Linked DNA regions of Rattus norvegicus: region 2 is linked to region 1. Evidence: chromatin contacts called from public Hi-C data. All regions are on one chromosome and are shown on one strand. The core of a region is the stretch at or near the end of the contact, and the rest is flanking DNA. Distances in the headings are between cores, read along the strand shown.

What was found. A called contact is a pair of places that touch in the nucleus more often than the background predicts.
Region 2: a contact with region 1 is called in a Hi-C map of liver, with 2.5 times the contacts expected there. The contact joins the enhancer-like site here to the promoter of Cacna1d in region 1. A contact is called at or near these places in 5 of 12 Hi-C or Micro-C datasets (Schwann cells, frontal cortex, kidney and 1 more).

Annotation. Positions count from the first base shown.
Region 1 is chr16:5,525,542-5,529,221 of GRCr8, reverse strand. Cacna1d (calcium voltage-gated channel subunit alpha1 D) reads left to right here and starts at 1,673. Exons shown (of 48, transcript NM_001389225.2): 1 at 1,673-2,157. The coding sequence starts at 2,091.
Region 2 is chr16:5,628,960-5,632,937 of GRCr8, reverse strand. No RefSeq gene overlaps it. Among named protein-coding and RNA genes, the nearest start is that of Dcp1a, 32 kb to the left of the region's middle. Within about 2 kb of position 2,082, at least 1 of the 93 cell types and tissues checked has an H3K27ac peak or open chromatin away from gene starts, as enhancers often do. A contact at or near this core is called in liver, where this site is marked.

The DNA.
Region 1 (3,680 bases), core at 424-2,923:
GAAGGGGCTGTGCCACATTCATCTAACCTGGTAACACCTAGCCTAGACAACTGCTCTAACCAGATGCCTAGTCAATGTTGGCTGGACCGAATGGGACTGTGGGCCAGTGTTAGAAGTCTCTAAAGGCTAAGCTTGAGACCCGGAATTCTGATATAGACACACGTACATCCTCGCAAATCTGTCCCATCAAAGGATAAGTTCTTTGAGGGACCATCTTGCATCCTTTTCGGTGAGGTGGCTCAGACTAGCCTTCTGTTACAGAACCCATAGGCTCTTTCCCAATCTTGCCACTCTCCAAAAAGCAGAGTAAAAAAAGCAGACAAGCACGGTTGTTTTCCTCTTTCCGGATGGACTAGACACCCCTCTCTCAGGAAGACCCCTGGAGAGTCATTCTTCCCAGGTGGATCCCCCCTGCAACAATCAGAGATGCTCAGTGTGTCGTCTTTGAGCAAGGAGTACCTTCCCAGAAACATTTATTTTCTTAATTCACGCTGAGCCTTTTGCTTTAAAGACGCTGTTCTCAAACGTTCTAAAACTCAGTAGGAACAAGCAGATCCGAACAAAGGCAAATAAATCGAATCCTGCAAAGTAACAAAGCAGACGCCTTTACCCAACAGCCAGCACAAAGCTAAATGAAAAATATCAGTCATCCACTAGATACAGTATTTCCCCCACTAGACAGGAGCTGGGGCCTGTAGATTCCCCCCTCCCCCAAACAGGAGGCCGAGAAGGTACAAAACAAAGTATTCATTCCTAAACGAGTCATCACTTCGAGCTGCACCTTCTACCTCTCCGCACTCGCGGTTTGAAAGACCTCGGCCGTTACTTCTCTGTACCTGCCTCCAAACACACGTGGAGGTGGTGGCGAGAGGGAGGGGGCCCACCGCCACGTATGCATAAGGCGAGGGAGGAGGGGATTGGGGCTGAGGGCAGTTCCCTGAGGACAGTTAGTGCTGCCTAAAGTGCAAGGCTCCCCCATTCCTCTGTACCCCGAAACTGGAGGAAACAGTGTGGGGGCCTGGGGACGCCTGTCCACGGTCCAGGCAGAGCCCTGGAACCCTGAGCTTTGATGCTGCAGCAGCGATCGCCTGTGGGCACCTGGGTTCCTGGGGGGCGGGGCCTCCCCCAGGTGTGCGGAGAGCGAAGGCCACCAGAGCCAGCCCAGAGGACCCCAGGAGCCTCCTCCCGGGGACACGGTACAAAAGAGCGGCTCGTCGGTGCCCCCAGCAGCAGGCACCGGGCCCCACGGGCCTGGCTCCGGGAAGGGGCGCCCGCGCGGCGGCACCGAGGGGGTTAACCCGGCGGCCCGCGGCCGCAGCGCGCTTAACCCTCGGTCAGCCGCGCCAGCCCGGGGGTGGCGGCGTCCGAGTCGCGCGCCGTGGAGCCCGGGGGGCGCGTGGGCCGCAGGCCGGCAGCTGGGGCGCGGCGCGGCCGGTGGGAGGCCCGGGCGCGCGGGGGAGGGCGGGGGACGGCGGCGGCGGGCGCGCAGCGTCGCCAGGGCGAAGCCGGCGTGCAGCGCGGCGCGGCGGGCGCGGAGCGGGCGGGCGGGCGGGCGAGCGCCTCCGTCCCCGGATGTGAGCTCCGGCTGCCCGCGGTCCCGAGCCAGCGGCGGCGCGGGCGGCGACGGCGGCGGCGGGGCACCGGGCACCGGGGCGGGCGGGCGGACGGGCGGCATGGGGGGCGCGTCGAGCGGCCCCGGCGGCCGGGCGGGCACCACCGCGGTGTCCCTCCGCTAGAGGAGGGGACCAAGCCAATTCTCCTTTGCAGCAAAAAAAGAGAAAAAAGAAAAAAAAGAAAAATTTACATGTATATATTACTAAGATAATATATACATCTGATTTTATTTTTTACAAAAAGTTTATTTTGCTCCATTTTTCAAAAAAAGAAGGAGCGTGGGTGGCAGGCGGTTTTTATAAATTATTCTTATTTTTGATTATTTGTCTCTGTCCTTCCCCACCCCCTGCTGAAGCGAAAATAAGGGCAGGGACCGCGGCTCCTACCTATCAGTAACCTCCCATACCCGTTCCTCCCCCTCCCTAACGCTGAGCATAGTGCCCTGCACACAGTAGGCGCTCAATAAATGTTCGTGGATGATGATGATGATGATGATGAAAAAAATGCAGCATCAACGGCAGCAGCAAGAGGACCACGCGAACGGTGAGCAGCCAGAGCCCGGGTACCCGCTGCCAAACCTCATCCTATCAGGATCCTACTCTTCCCACTCCCCAACCCCCATCTCCGATGCGTTGGGTGGGTTGAGGGGGTTGGAGATGATGCTTTTGGCTTGGTGTCATCTACATAGAAAGGGGTGATGCGCGGCAGCTACTTCGTTCTCCTCTTCAGGCCCTGAATGTCAGAGTTAATTCTGCATTTGCTGGGGTGGGGGCGGCCATTGGGTGTGTGGAGTACTGTGCAGCCAAGGGGCGAGAGTGAGGTGATTCGGGTTCAAGTGCCCTCGGGCTCAACTTTTCTCTTTCATTGCCCCTGAGCGATGGAAGAGGTGTTAGTCTTCAGCCTGAACCCCTTTTCCAGCCTCCCCCCCCCCACCCCCACGCCTCTGGTTGACTAAGAGGAAGGTCTTTAGTAGCATCAGGAAAATTCTAGGATTGCTCCGCTTTTACTCGTTGGGTCACTTGGTAAAGTGCACATCCATCATCTCATGGGAGAAGCCCCCCGGTCTTGGGATCTGGGGGAACAGGGTCAGGTGGAGCGAGTATTCCCGCTCGCTCCCTGTGCCTCCTGTGCACACGTCGTCGGTAACCTAGCAATGCCCAGAGAGTTGCTGCCGCTGTGGGGCTCTGCAACTCAGCCCTGGCCATGGCACCACGTGCAGTTTCCACACCAGCGGGGCTGGGTCTGAGAAGGTTGGGTTGCTTTTGGCTAGGTTCCCTCCGTGGAGGTCGTTGGCATCTCCCAACCCTGTTTTCTTGAAGCCTTTTCCGGTGAGCACTTCTCAAAGGGAAAGCTTGGCAAAATTAGTTCCTGATCTCAGATTGAGTGCCACCTGCCTGCTTTGCTGCTGTCCCAGGCTCATAGGACAGTGGGGCAGGAGACCTGTGCTTGCTTTGACTCTTTGCTTAGTGATAATTAGCTTTGCAAACGCCTGGATCTCCAACCTCTCTCCACCCTTCTCACTTTGACATCTGCTTCAGCAGAGGTGATGATGGTGGCCCAACGTGGGCACCTGTGAGACCGTCTGAGGGATGGCCAGACCCATAGTGAGGCGGGCTCCGCACATGAAGAGACCCGACCCCCCCCCCCCGCGCCCCACCTTTGAGTATTTTGCCTTGTGTGTACCTGGATGCTACTCTACGCCGAGATAATTCTTGAATAGGCCTTGAGGTTCCCTGGCATAACGCACCCTGTCTCTTAGGTGTAGGGGTGCAGGCTGGCTTGGCTGCTACTGCTGCAATTAAAAAAAAAAAAAAAGCCCTAAAGATGTTTTTCTGTTTTCGGAAGCTTGTGGAGGAAATGAGTCCCAAGCACCATGAATTTTCATTTGTAGGAAGTGTTAGTGCATAATCTAGATATTTGTTATGGGGCTTTTGCTATTGCCTGGTGCCAGTGAGGAGTTTGTTTTTTTTTTCTTCTACGTAGAAAAAATGCATTTATGGCTGTGGAGAGCTGTTGGAAGGACACCCTAAAAATGGTTAAGACTGTTGAATTTATTGGCTCTCTGT
Region 2 (3,978 bases), core at 833-3,332, 100 kb before region 1:
TGTTGGGGGTAGGTGTGGCTCTATTGAAGGAAGTGTGTCTCGGATGCTCAAGCCAGGCCCAGTGTCTCTCTCTTTCTTCCTGCTGCCTGCTAATCCTGGTGTAGAACTCTCAGCTACCTCTCCAGCCCCATGTCTGCCTGAGTGACACCATGCTTCCCACCAAGACAATAATGGACCATTTAATTGTAAGCCAGCCCCAATTAAATGTTTTTCTTCATAAGAGTTGCCTTGGTCATGGTGTCTCTTCATAGCCATAGAAACTCTAAAACACACCCACACAGCAGTGCATCCATGGCATCTTTGTAACAAGAGAGTTTGTGTCTCCCATATTTCAGGATTTCTTTATTCAAAGTTACAGCTAACTAATGGTGATGACTAGCGTTCAGACCCCTGGCTCACAGCAAAAAGAAAATGCTCTCTGTCTTACGCTTAGCACTCTTTAGAGACTCAAGGAGAGTCCGGCTCTTAGGCATACACAGTCAGTCTTCAGCTCTTCTCTCCAAAGGGCTATGGCTTTATTCAACCCATGATTTGAGAAAATACTATTTTTATGACATATGATCCATGTGCCTTATAATATTGCCAGTTAAGGGTATTATTGACTGTTTAAAAGTATATTCACAGGTGGTACAGACATCCCTACAATCAATAGAACAGTTTTATCACCTCCAGAGCAATCCCAGACCTATTAGCAATCACTTCCCAGCACCCTTCTTGTTCTCCGACTTAGACGACTCCTGATTTTTCTTTCTGTATGAATGTGCCAACCTTACGACGTTCACATAAACCACCTCATAGGGTGGGTGGTCCTTTTTTTCCCATCATCTTCTTTCCCATAGAAGAGTCTCTGGAATTTAACCATGTTTTATCGTGTTTCAAAACAGTTTTTAAAAAAGTATTGAATGATGATCTCTTGTATACATATCCTGAATTTTAAAATTTCATTCGTTGATGGTTCTAGGATTGTTGCTACACTTTGGAAATAATGGATAATACTGCTTTGAAATGTACATATGAGTAAATCTGTGATGTTAAATGGCTCACTGGTAGAGTTGTGAGGAGAAGAAAGGGTCCATGGGGACTACAGTGCTTTGTACACAGTGACAACGTAATGGAGACTCCATATCCTGAGGATGGTGACCATGACAGCAGAACTCTCTTCAGCATGTGGGGGTGATGCCTTTTTGGAGTAAACATTTGTTTTTACTTTTGTCTTATTCCAGGATGCCCTTTGATCTTTCCCTAGTTTTTCTCTGCTCTCTTCCATGTAACTTTCTTTCTCCTGACTGCTTCACAAGTCATGCTGTCTTTTCAATGAGTCCCCTCACCCTGCTGAGTGCCTGTAGTCCAAGGGCAGCACCGAAGCCTTTGTTAACTCTTTGGGAACAGACTCAGGCACAAGTGGGACGCATAGGAAGCTGTTGTCACAAAAAGCCATGGGGGTTTTCTGGCCTTCATAAGGTTCTAGTTAGGTAGCAAGACCTAGAGTAGCGCTGTCTACATATAACTGCTACACCGCCATAAAATTCCACAATATTTGTGTATGCCAATGTTCAGACATTTGTGTCCTTCCATCAGAAGATTGGACTGTCCCCCTGTATCTTATGCAAGATCATTATTTTCATGAGCACTTGCCTTAATGTTTATACTAACATAAAGTGCTAGATTTATCACAACTAACTATACGGTTTATAAATCTGAGGAAAGTGGAAAATGACTGTGGAGGTACCTGCATCAATATTTTATTATTATTATTATTATTATTATTATTATTATTGTTATTGTGTGTGGGTATCCATGTGCCATAGTTGTGTGTGTGTGTAGGGCAGAGGACAGCTTTTGGGGTCTGTACCTTCCTTCTACCGTGGGTTCTTGACATTTAACGCGGGCTAATTAGACTTAGAGGCAAGTATTTTTATCTGCTGAGCCATCTCATTACCTCTGCCTTATATTTTATTTGTTTGTTTTGAGACAGGGTCTCCCTTTGTAGCTTTGGCTGCTCTGGAATCTTTTGAGCAGGCCAGGCTGGCCTTGACTGTGGGGAGGGCTGCTTGCCTCCTAAGTACTGGGATTAAAGTCCAGCTTGCATTTTACAAGTCAAATGATTAAAACAGTTTGAGGGCAAAGTTCTTTTTTTTATCGATGGGGAATTGTTGAATGTATTTCTCTGTAAAGTCCTTTTATGTCAAGAGAGACAAATACCTAATTAAATATTACCATTTGACATCAACGCTTGATCAAATGCTTCAGTAAAGGCAGGGCTTTATGTTCAGTGCTGACACCGAAAAGCATCTGCCTTATAAACGCCCTTTCACATTAAGTCACAATGTCAGTGACTTCTCTCTTCAATTCGCATGAAGGAGTCAGAGACAGTTCTTGTCTGTAAGGAGGACCTCAAAGCAGAGGCTGAGCTGACAGCCGCAGAAGAAATTAAACAAGACTCATCAGGCATTTTTGAAAGAGTGTTGCTTGGAGAAGTTTCCTTTGACACCGATAGCTTACTTGCTTTTGAAGTGTGAAAGAGGAAAGTTTCCTGAAACAAGCTTGCAGTCTCCAGCAAAGAATGGCCTACTTTGGAATTCTTGGCTTAAAGTTGACTGGAAGGTTTTGCAAACATCTTTTCCTGCCTTTCTGCAAAGGAAATTGTAGCCCGCAAATTAGTTTTTGAAATTACATTGTCCTCCATACTTTTGAAAGTGGACTCTTTTTCTCTAATTAAATCTTCTCTCAAACAGTTACACACATCCACGAAACGTACCAACCATTCTCCCTACCATCCGCTTAGATCCTTCACCTTCCTGCTACCCCCTGAGCTCCCCCTTGCTCTCCACAAATCTCTTTCTTGCGTTCGTCATACTCACTTTGTCTTGTGACCCACTGAGCCTAACCGGGGCCTTCTGTGTGGCCATGGGGTGGAGCTGATTTCTGGAACCCGGTGGGCTCGGCAGTGGGTACCACAGCACCTCTCCTAGAGTCTGTCAGCAGCGGACAGTCCAAGGTAAAGGACAGGGAAAGCTCTGTGGATGCGCCCCACGCCCCCTCCCTGAATTACTGCAGATAGAGTCAGTGCTGGAAGCCAAGTGCCGAGAATTAGTAATTGCAATAGCTGTGTTGAGTCTAGAGAACGGCGTTTCATAACTCTGTCCCGTCTTCTAGCTCTTACATGCTTCCCGCCTCTTCTGCAGTGCCCCTGAGCCTTAGCGGGGGTAGTATAAATGTCTTCTTTAGTCCTGGGCCCATAACCACTGCTTACTCTGCATCCCGGACAGCCCCGGCTCTCTGCTTCTCCCTGTAAGGAGAGACTTTTCTGATGAAAGCTGAGAACAGCTTTTGCCAGGTGAAGTCTGGAGCTTGGGAAGTCAGTTTACTGCTTTGTCAACTTAGTTAAACATCGGTACTTGCCTGCCTGTGACTGTAGCCCCCCCGAACTTGTGTTGCTATACGGCCTTACAGTCCCAGGGGCGAGTGGGGGGGTCTTCCTCCTCTTCCCCTCTGTGAAGCGGTCTTCAAATCCGACCGGATGGCAGTGGGTCACTCCCGCCACGCTCTCTGGGTTTCAGTGTTTTCAGGCACACGGAGGTAATATGGACAACGTGCTGTGGAACACGTGTTGAAAAAATGGAGTACGGCAACAGAGTTCAAGAGAATGAAAAGGTATCCAGGTGATCAAAGATGTGAAAAGATACTGTGTCCCTTTTTTTTTCCGGAGCTGAGGACCGAACCCAGGGCCTTGTGCTTGCTAGGCAAGCGCTCTACCACTGAGCTAAATCCCCTCGGTTTTTTGACTCTGTGACAAATACTACAGAAAGACAGGAGGAGGAGCGCTTAATTGCTCGTGGTTTCATACACAGTCAGCCAGCTGTGATGTGTGGTTTAATGGTGAGGTGGGAGCATCATGGTGGCAAGGTTATGGTAACAGAGAAGACTGCTTACCTTGTGAGGGCAGAGACAGGAATATAGAGGAAGACAGACTCTTCC